Linked DNA regions of Drosophila melanogaster: region 2 is linked to region 1. The links are chromatin contacts, called in public Hi-C maps. All regions are on one chromosome and are shown on one strand. The core of a region is the stretch at or near the end of the contact, and the rest is flanking DNA. Distances in the headings are between cores, read along the strand shown.

Evidence for each region. A called contact is a pair of places that touch in the nucleus more often than the background predicts.
Region 2: a contact with region 1 is called in a Hi-C map of the Kc167 cell line, with 2.4 times the contacts expected there. The contact joins the promoter of mys here to the promoter of Rtel1 in region 1. A contact is called at or near these places in 12 of 107 Hi-C or Micro-C datasets (the Kc167 cell line, embryo, eye imaginal disc and 2 more).

Annotation. Positions count from the first base shown.
Region 1 is chrX:5,745,767-5,751,055 of dm6, reverse strand. Rtel1 (Regulator of telomere elongation helicase 1) reads right to left here and starts at 3,309. Exons shown (of 7, transcript NM_001272333.1): 1 at 2,138-3,309; 2 at 1,515-2,062; 3 at 656-1,319; 4 at 452-594; 5 at 78-207. The coding sequence starts at 3,187. It overlaps IntS6 (Integrator 6), which reads left to right and starts at 3,802. Exons shown (of 2, transcript NM_132025.3): 1 at 3,802-4,284.
Region 2 is chrX:8,058,658-8,063,946 of dm6, reverse strand. It overlaps mys (myospheroid), which reads right to left and starts at 2,302. Exons shown (of 7, transcript NM_080054.3): 1 at 2,222-2,302; 2 at 1-107. It also overlaps a transcript of fs(1)h not described here.

The DNA.
Region 1 (5,289 bases), core at 2,060-4,559:
GGGGCAAAACAAGAACAAGTCCTAAAGAACTAAATAAACACAGTGTAATAATAGATTCATGGGAATCTCGTGTTTACCGAGACATTTGAGTCCAGTCGACTCATAAAGTCCATGGCATTCGGCGCCGCACCACCCAATTTATGTCCAGCGGCACTCGCATAATCGGCGGGTGTCCATGTCTTGATGGAATTGGCCATCTCCACTTTGCTACAAAGAAAAATAATAAATATTTCAAAGTGTCAATACCAGGAGAAAGGCAAACGAAAGTTTATTTACCCTGGCAGTGATGACAAAAGGCCACTGGAAATGGCTTACAGCATTTCACTTTAGCTATGACAAATCTCAAAAATTGTACTCAAGACTACTTAAATCCGATTAAGGATTTGCTATTAATAATTGTAATACAATCTATACAGCTGATAAGGTTGATCTTAGATCGCAGGTTACGTACATTGCGGATTCATTGGCTGATTTGAAGGTGGCATTGGAGCCAGGCTCCCGTTTCACTTTTGGAATGGCGGCTAGTGGTTCATCCTCTGTCTTGCAGACGGTTTCCAAAGGCGAATCGGTTTCCCTTTCATCCGGTAGTTTCATCTGAAGTTTTGAAAGAATTGTATTACAATTGCTGAAAAACGCATAAACATCATGAGCTTACATTCGCTTCGGCGTTCTTAAAGAACTGACGCAGTTCCCGGACGATAGGACCAAAGGGTGAGCACTGTGGCCGGTCGCCCAGGTGACCCCGAATCCATTTGGATAGCTGCTGGACCTGTGAGGCGTCCTTAAATCGCGAGTCGCAAAGCAGAATGGCACCATAATCGTTGCGATGCCGAATCACACGACCGATGGCTTGATTGACTGCCCTCGTGGCATCTAGATTGTACCATTCCTGCCCACTTAACAGCTGATTCTCACGAGTCCGATTCGCCTCCAGGTAGCGACGTTTCAGTATCACCTTGGGATCCTTTAGCGGTGGGAATGGCAGACCAGTAATAATCACCGCGCGGCCATTGCGATCAGCAAAGTCCAGACCTTCGGAGACTTTGCCGCGACAAACAGCCATGAATACGGCACCCTTGGAGTCGCGTATCGCCTGGTAGAACTCTTCCATCGTGCTGGTGAACTGGTCCTTGCTGCGCGGCTCCAGAAAAATCGGTTTCTTGCACGATATGTCCGCCCACAAACCACTGGCCTGCCACGCGTCCACGCACTTGTTCAACATGGGATACGATGGGAAAAAGACAAGGAGGCCGTCGGGCACTATACGCGCTACATTCAGAATCGTCTGTCCCAGGGAGCTGATGTACTTTGGATTATCACTGCAGAAGAACAAAGGTGGCAGATAAAACATGTTTGTTTAGTTTGTATAACATTAAGAAATTGATACGTTGGCATTTCGTAATGTTATGAGATAGTTCACCTGCCACAGAACTGAGTTATGTTTGGCCCAACTTGTTTATTTACTCATGGTATTGGCCATAAACAAATAAGCTTGTGGTGTGAAAAATGCTTACCGGTTCGCATAGTTCGATATCAGTTGCTGCCGATCGGGTCCGGTGCCGATGATCTTGACATAAACCTGCGACTGGTCGACGATGTGCGGATTCTCCAGATGCTGGGCCACCGGAATGGCAAGCTCGGCGATTAGCGGCTTGAGGGGAGCTAGTGTGCCGCTGGTCAGGATTACGCTGCGCACTTGGGTGTTGAGCAGTTGCTCCATTCCGAAGCCAGGATTGAAGCACCAGAAGTTAATGATTTTTGCGACCTTGCTTAAGCCAGTCGCTGCTGCAATCGTTCCCTTGCCAAGCCAACCGCCCTGCTGTTTAGCACCCTGCTGCTTACCGTGTCCCTGCTTGGACTCCTCCACCAGGACATGCACTTTGAAGCTTGCGTACACCTTGCTCATCACATCCTCCTTGTTGGCAAACACAATGGTCAGTAGATCGCTAAGCAACGTGAAGGTGCCGCCCTTGCGGATGCTCATCTGCTGGGAGGCCACTAGGAGGTATTGCACCAGTTTGTCCAGCAGGGATACTATCGTTGCAACGTTGCCGTAGGTGAACTACAATAAAGGAAGTTACATTTTTAAATAGGCATTCTTTTAAAAACATTTCCGATAAGATTTAGTGCATCTTACATTCGCCTTGCCAAGCAGTTCGTACATCATGGAGGCGGGAAAGGTAGTTCCATCGACGGCGTTGTCCACAACGATGGCATCGATGGCCTTTTCGAGCTCGAGCAGCATCTCCTTGAGCAGTGTAAGGTCGTCCAGTGTGAAGTCCTTTGGCTCATCTCCAGCCATATCCTGCGACTCGCCGCTCGCAAAGACTTGCATGATATGCGTGACGTCCTCGATGGCCATGGCCACATCAGAGGACTTAATCTGCACCGAAGCGGACTCCTCGCAGATCTTCTCGATGTTGTGGGCCTCATCCAGGATCACAATAGTGTTGCCCAGTTCGATTTTGTTGGCCTTGCGAGCCTTGGGATCGAGTAGATAATTGTAGGGCATGAAGGTGATATCCGCCTGGGGAACCAACTCCCGAGACGCGAAGTAGGGACAGATCTTGAGTCGCTGGCCCACCTTGACCAGGTCCTCAATGTCCATGATGGTGGGTCCGCGCAAATCGGGATGATCCTTTCGCGACTCAACGCGCATTTGAAATGAACAGGTCTTGGAGTGCACCCGTAGCTTGCACATGTTGGTCTTGTTGGAGTTGCCCTGCTCCCGCATGACCTCCGGATGAATGCATAGCTGATCGCGGGAGCCCAGAACCACGGATCTCATGTTAGCGTACGCTGTCCTCTTGAGTTCCCGCATCGCCTGCGTCAATTGGGAGTGGGTGCGCGAGGCGTAGATGACCTTGGGCACGCCCCAGTTATTCGCACGACCCATGGTCTTGGCCAGCTCGGACAGGTCTCCCCCAGGTGCTCCGCCTCCAAGACCCGAAAAATCTGCCTTCTCCATCTTAACCATCTGCTTTTGGTGCTCCGATTGCCTGGTGCGGATCCAGGCCAAGGATGAGCACAGCAAGCTTAGGGTCTTGCCCGTGCCGGTTGGCGATTCCAGGACTCCATTCGTGCCATCGCGGAGACAATGGATCACCTTCTCCATGTACGCCCGTTGAACCGGGTACGGCTCGAACGGAAAGTGCACCGGAATGCCGGCGATCAGGCTCTCCGGCATTATTCTTAATAATACTATTTATTTACTTGTTTACGCGCCAAATCGGAGTGAACATGTGTTCGTTGGTCGATAACAATAAATGTCTGTGTAGGTGGTCAGTTATCGCTATCGATAGAGTACAGTGGACCCTGATTAAGTAATTTTATAGCGTTATCTTGAACTCCGAGTCAAATGTTTACAACTTGCATGTCAAACCCTGCGTAGTTTATTTTAAACGTAATAGTAGTACTAATCACCACCCAAAGTGCTGCAATCGTGTTTATGGTACCTTATGGATAATAGTAACTGAAACTTATAAACTTATTAGCATTGGAGGGAATACTGTAGTTGTGATTCTGTTTATTTGGATCAAAGATTAACGATATAACATTTTAAGTGAATGTTATGGATTATACCAAACTAATGAACTAATGGCATTCAAGATTAAATGTGCAGCATACATATAAATCCCCTAACAAGGTAAGTAAATATTTGACATCAATTATTACAAACTCAGTTAATTCAACCACAAATCCATTTATCGTGACCCCTTCGCTCGGCTTTTCCGAATCGCCGCGATACGGCCCCACTGATTTGGCGCTTCTCGGCCACACCAAAAAAACACAGAACGGCATCAAATCATTCGAACTTTGAGAACGGTAGTGTTGTGTTGTTATTGCTCGGCAGCAAAGTAAAATCCGAAGAGAAGCGAGTCGAACAAGAGAAGAAGAAGCGCAGGAGTGGACGACAGCAATGCAACAACAGTGACGAGGCGCCAGTGTGCAAAAGTATGTGTGCGAGTGCGTGTAAGCAACAACTCCCCGATACAAACCTACGAGCGAGAGGGGGACGGCGATAGCGACGGTCGTTCGGTCGGTCGGTCCGACCGCTAGTCGCGTCTGTCGGTCGTTCTCGCCTATGCACCTCGGCGGCAGAGCGAAAGAGAGCGCACTCTGGCTGTGTGTGTGCGTGTGTGTTCTCGCTCTCTCGCGCGGTGGTGATAAATTTCTGTTGGCACAAAGTAAAAATATAACAGAATAAAAAATCGTGGCGCGGCATATAGAAGCTAATCGAAAATTATTGCGAGTATTGGGTGGAGGAGAAACATTCCTCTTCTTGTGAGTGCGTTTTTGTTTTAGTTATTCTTTTTTTTTTTTTTTTTGGCCGGAAACTCTCACTCGAAGATGCTGCCGGTGTAGTTGTGTATGAATGTTGTACCATTTTTTTTTTTTTTGAGATAGAAAATTTAGATCTAAAATATTAACCATGCGATCCTTAGAATCGCACTTTTAAAATATGTCCACACATTTTCAAATTCGAAAGCTTTGGCGGGCTGTCGATGGGCGGGCGCTTGCAACTCTGGCGATAACGATTACCGTGCCGATAACGCGGCTGCACTAATCAGCATTATCACATGCAAATTAAGGTCATCCAAATGAAAAATGACCACCAATCAAAGGCCCTGCACCCCTTTGCCGCCCCCCATTTATGCGAAACAACTAGAAAAAGTGTGTTTATTTCTTCACCGTTTTTCGAGCTCTGACAACCCTGCCGCTGCTGCATAAGTGAATTCCGACAAAGAGCCGTGTCATTTTGTTGGCCAAAACATCGCTGCGCCGAGATTAATTAGACGGAAAAAACTCGATTACTTGAAGTGCTCGGCCCTATATCGTTTTGGTTTAAACGTGTGTGTGAGCTTTGTGGATTGCCATCAAACACAATAGGCCGACTCGTCCCCCGCAGCCACCCGTACCATTCCAACACGTCGGAGCAGGGTTGCCAGATCAACGATAAATCACACACCGCTCGTTTAATACGAATTTTGTGTTGTTTTTACTTAAGACAAAATTTGTGAAACTTAATAGATATATTTTAATTTCCGCTCAACGTTATACCTGTCCGAAGTGGGGGTATCTGGCAACTACACCGAGCCGCGTGTGTGCGAATGTGTGTGTGCATGTCCATGTGCGCGAGTGTGCGTATGTGTTTGCGCTCTTATTCAAATAGAAATTGAATGTTTTGCACTCGAATTCAAGACAATTACGGCTCCTCCGGTAAAAACACATTTAGACTGGCTGACCTAATTTAAGGTGTAAGGATGTGGGTTACGCCTGCGATCGCCG
Region 2 (5,289 bases), core at 1,053-3,552, 2.3 Mb before region 1:
TTAGCGGTTGGTGCAGGTTGTGGATGATTCGGGATGCAGGAGGATCGGATATCCTTGGATGTGCCAGGTGCTGTGTGTGCTCTGTCTCTGTCGCTTCTGTGCGCCGGCTGCAATGGTAAGTGAATTAAAATTGTTGGATTTAGCACTAGATGTTAAGTAAGGGGCAGAAATTATTATAAAAGCCATTCCTGGTTCACTTATATTTCTAATGCTACATATTTTATATTATTTTTTTTTATATGCCTTAATCTTTCATTTATTTTTAAGACACAATTTGATTTCTTCGATTTCGCTGCAATTTTTACGAACGCCGGTGTACGTAAAAGTCCAGCTGCTGACTGCACTGCTTGTCGAGCACTGCTTTCTCCGCGTGCCCTGCTTTTTTCTTTATTGCAACAACAAACAACAGCAAATGGCCGCACATCTGTCCCCTTTTTTTGTTGTTTCTTTCGCTCTACCTTAATGTTTAATTTTATTTTCTCATCAACTTGGCCAGATGACTCATCTCACAAACACACACACACACCAAGCGATTGATGTACGAACTTGTGTGTGGGTGTGCGTGCCTGCGTGCTTTTGTTGTTTTTTTTTGTTGGCCTCCGAAAAGAAAAGGAAAAAAGCGGAAGGAAGAGAGCTTTCGATAAACGTCAAATGCAATGCGAATTACTCATTCGAGCACGTTCCGTTAGCACGCTCTCTCGCTCTCTTGGCTCCTGGCAAAATGTAAACAAAGGCCGAACGAACAATGAGTGGTCATTGAGTCAGCTTCGCTGGGTTTCCTTTCCGCCTAAAGCCACATGAATCACTCACTCCAAGCCACTCAAGACTCAAATCAAAATTCCATATGCACGGAACGGAAAAAAAAGGGCTGCAGATTACGTATACGTATGGGTGTTGTGTTGGTCGGCTATTTTTAAACGCCCACGCACACACAACACAACGAACACTAACACACCACAGAGCTTGATTTGCAGCAGATCGTGTGCCGAAAGGAAAACAAACTAAAAACGACTAAGCCCATGTTTATATACCCTTGGATTGAATAATTTCATTCGATTATCATTTATACACCCAGTCACAGCATATCAAAGTTATGAGTTGTGCACTTAGTAGTAGTTTTAATCAGTTTTTTAGCTAGCAAATTCGTAATACTATAAACCGCCTGAGTAAACAGCATCTGCAGCGCATAGTTTCAACCACGGATGGACGCCCACAGCCATTGGGCCAAAAACGAGGCACATCTGGGCCGCCCACATGTGGGCGTACTGGTTAAACCAGCGGCGCGCAGAGGATTTCATTTTTTTTATTGTTTTTTTTTTGATAGCTTTGGTAAAATTGGTTTTTACTTCCAGTTACAGTTGGTTTCAAATTCGGTTGGCTGTTTATAAAGTGGACAATTACCCCGAAAATCTGGGCAATCCCCTGACAAACACAAATTCCTGCTGCTGCCACTGAGCTCTTGATTTTTGTACGCTCTTTTCGCTTCTGCCTACGTACTCTACTCGATTTTTAGTTCGAGTGCAAGATCTCCGGGGTGGGGAAGTTGCACTGAAAAGGGAGGGGGCGTAATCAGCAATTGGCGTCGCGAAGTCGCCGATATGCACACTCAAAGAAATAAATAAATATGATGAATAATAATAACAAAAAAAATGAAACGAGTGAATGTATCGTGAGGATTCATTATTTTTTTTAGCTCAACAAACAACCCACACACAGATACGGCGTTCGGTGTGTGCGTGCCTGTGTGTCGTCACTGCGAATGAAATCATCGAAAAAAGAGGAGATAAAAGTAGCGCTTCGATATTGCTTCCTCTTTTTTTGGGCAAATGCAGCCCGGAATCCATTGATTTCTTACGTAATACCCACTATTTCACCCGCTATCTGATTAATCGCAGCACTTTGGCTTAACTTTCGCTGCGTTTTCGCTGATAATTCGCGATATTAATTTCCATCAGGGCGGCACTTTTCTTATTTTGATTTGCCTTCTCGCACACTTGTGGAGTTCCCACTCACACGCACACACTCGCACACTAAACACTAGCACTGTGCACACACGCAGTTATTACAATTACTTGCCACCGTTATTCGCTAGATCAGCGAATTTAACTCTTATCGGGTGACACGAAAAACCAAAAAAAAAAATACAATTCGACTGCAGAAGCAGCAGCTGAAGGCCGCCAATTGGTGTCGGGAATTGGATTTGGATTAAATTAATATTTACTGCTTTGCTTTGTCCGCGGATCTGGTCTGTTGTTCAGTGTTACCAGATGGTGTCAGCAGGGGGTGGAACAACAGTCAATGTTCTTTCGATATTTGCCATCCGATGTTCGCCAGTGTTGTTAAATAGCTCTGGTCACACCGAGCCTAGGAACAGTGTTGCACAGTTTTGGAGGACTGTGTCTCCGCTAAAAGAGACATTTGTGCTCGCAAACACAATCCGATAAGTAATCGAGAAACACGTAAAGGAACTCTGGTTATCGGAGTCACTTATTGCACGATAGTTTCAGACAAAAACGCCTGCTTATATCGATGACAGCCTTGTTTTTGTTGCGCTTACGTTACGAAATTAATGTAAAGTAGCCGACGAATCTACGTTCTACCAGTATAAATGGATTAAAACTAACAACAGCATAAGTGTAAACTGCTGGTGAATTTCCCAAATAGCCATATGAAAAAGCTAAAAGTACGTGCAAATGGTTGAGAAAAGGAGAGAACGAAAGCCACTATGAGTTTGCGAGAGTATGTGTGACTACTTTGCTCTCTGGCTCTCTCTATCACACACACTCGCACAGAACGCTCTTCTCACATGCTCTCTCTCGGCCGGTAGCTCTAGCTGTCCCGCTCTCGATTTATCAATAAAAGCAGTGCGTTAGAGCGGCATAGCCGCATGTACCAAGCGCGTGCGCCTCGTGCCCGTCGGCTGTCCATGTGTGCGTGTGTATTCGCATTTTCAGTAATTTCGAAAAAAAATTTTGTATATTTGATGGCGACTCAGAAGAAACTCGCGCGTTTGTCGAAAAATCGTAGCGCGTACGTATATATCGGTGTGTAGAAATTACTAAAAATTGTGGTAAAAAATGGCAAAAATTATATAAATTTGTGTTCGAAGTGGAGTGCTAATTGCGGGGGATCAGATGCGAATGGAAAAATGTTGAAATTTATAAGATTTTAGCGCCAAAAAATGCATTTGAAAAATGTGAGACTTCAATGGACATGACAAATTTTTTTTTTCATTTTTTTCGGTGGTGGAACAAAAGCGAACGAAAGAGGAGCAAGAAGCAGAAACGTTCGTCAGTGTGTGTGCGTGTGTGTGTCGAGTGAGGGGGCATGAGCATGAACGTGTGTAGTCACCAAGTGAATAATATTAACAAATAAAAGAAGAAAAAACGAAAAAAGAGGAATACACACGCAGAAGCGCGCGAAAAGTTTCACTCGAAATGAGAAAAAACAAAAGCAAAATATACTAGCGCTAGTTGATTTTCGCTAGCAAAAAGAAACCGACGTGCACATTGAAAATCTATAATTTTGTCGATTTTGTTATTGTATTTTTTGATTTTGCGGTTTTGCGGCGCCGTCGGTAACGTTAGCATACCGTTACGTGGCCTACGTAGCGTGGTGACGTACAGAAGACGCTTACGTTGTGGGTTACGTTACATTTGTCGCTGGGGATTTTACTCTTTCTCCCTCTCTTTACGCCACACTCATTCTCTGGCGCGCGCAAATCCAAAAATCTCGAGAAAAAAAATAGTGCCCGATGTGACCAATATTTTTTGTTTTTATTTTTACAGTTGCAACTTTTTAACAATCGTGTACAATCTGTATGTTGTATATGTTCAATTCAAAATTCAGCAACAATAGCAACAACGCAATTCAGCAACAACAACAAACAAAACCGACAAGCTAAACTTGGCTAAGACAAAATCAACATCCAGCGGCAGCGCGGCCATAAACAAAGCCAAAATCAAAAGTCATTCGGATATATACATATATTCGCCCATAATAGCGAATAAACAGTAACAGAACGAGTGGATTTAACGAAACAACAAAAAGAAAAGAAGAACGATAAAATCCAAAGGAAAAGTAAGTTTAAAAAGTGCAGCGCACGTGGCGTTTACCCCCGCCTCCTCCACCACTAGCCGCCCACCTTCGCACAGTGGAAAACGACACAAGAGCGCGCCTCTTCGGTTTGCCCCAAGGACACTTTGCATTTTCTGCTAGTTTTCGAGTATTTGCTTAGGGGTCAGCAACCCGGCAAAATGGAGGGAAATTTCGACACGACAGCTGCTTTTCCCCGGATTTATTCAACTGCCGCAACAACCCTTTTTTCCCCGTGGCCTGGGAAAACGATGCATTCCATGTTTATTTACAATTTAACTGTGCAATAACTGAGATACCAAATGTTCCCAGGGTGATTTCGAATTAATCTGCTACTTCTACTGATCCTAGATTTCTTTTAACTCGAATGCAACATCATATCGTTTTTGAAAGCAAAGCAGTCCAAATGATTATTATAAAAATAAATAAACTAATCTAGTTTACTATTTACATTCCCAAAGATGTGATTTGTTGGAAAGATTTGTTCGTTTCACTTTTATATTTTGAGAGATTTTCCTTTATACTGTGAATATTATTCATATATATTATTCACTATAAATAAATAGTATCTGTGCATCCCACAGATTTCCTATATTTTATCATAATATTCAATGGCAAATGACTTCGCGCCCTCTCCCAATTTCCATTTCTCTCTTTCTATAAATCGCATATATCTGCATATGTACTTTTTACCGGCATTTAGGATTTTCGTTTATTCGCTCTCGTTTGTGTTCAATTGTTGTTGCTGCTGCACTTTGCTGGTTGGCGCGTAAATAGGCAAACGCAATTTGTTTGTTTACTTGTCGGGCGCTAAATTGAAGATATGTTTATCGTAAATAAGCGCAAAATTTCGATTGCGGTGCGGCGGCTCTCTCACTCTCTCTCTCCCTAGCTGTGAATTCAAATTCATTGATGCTTTTTTGGTGCTTTGCTCTTCGTTTTTTGCTGCTTCTTCTGATGCCTCTGCTTCTTCTTCGGCTTCTGCATTTGCTGCATGTTGCCATGTAAACCGGCTTTAAATTCGTGCCACTATTAGCACGATTTATTAACCTAGAGGCAGCTCCCCTTTCCCACCCCCTTCCATCCCATGACTCTTTATCAGACCCGCTCCCTCTTTCTCGCTCGCTCGCTCTTTTTGCAGATACACAACGATGGCACTAAAACCTACAACAACAAATGCTCTCCTCGTCCGAA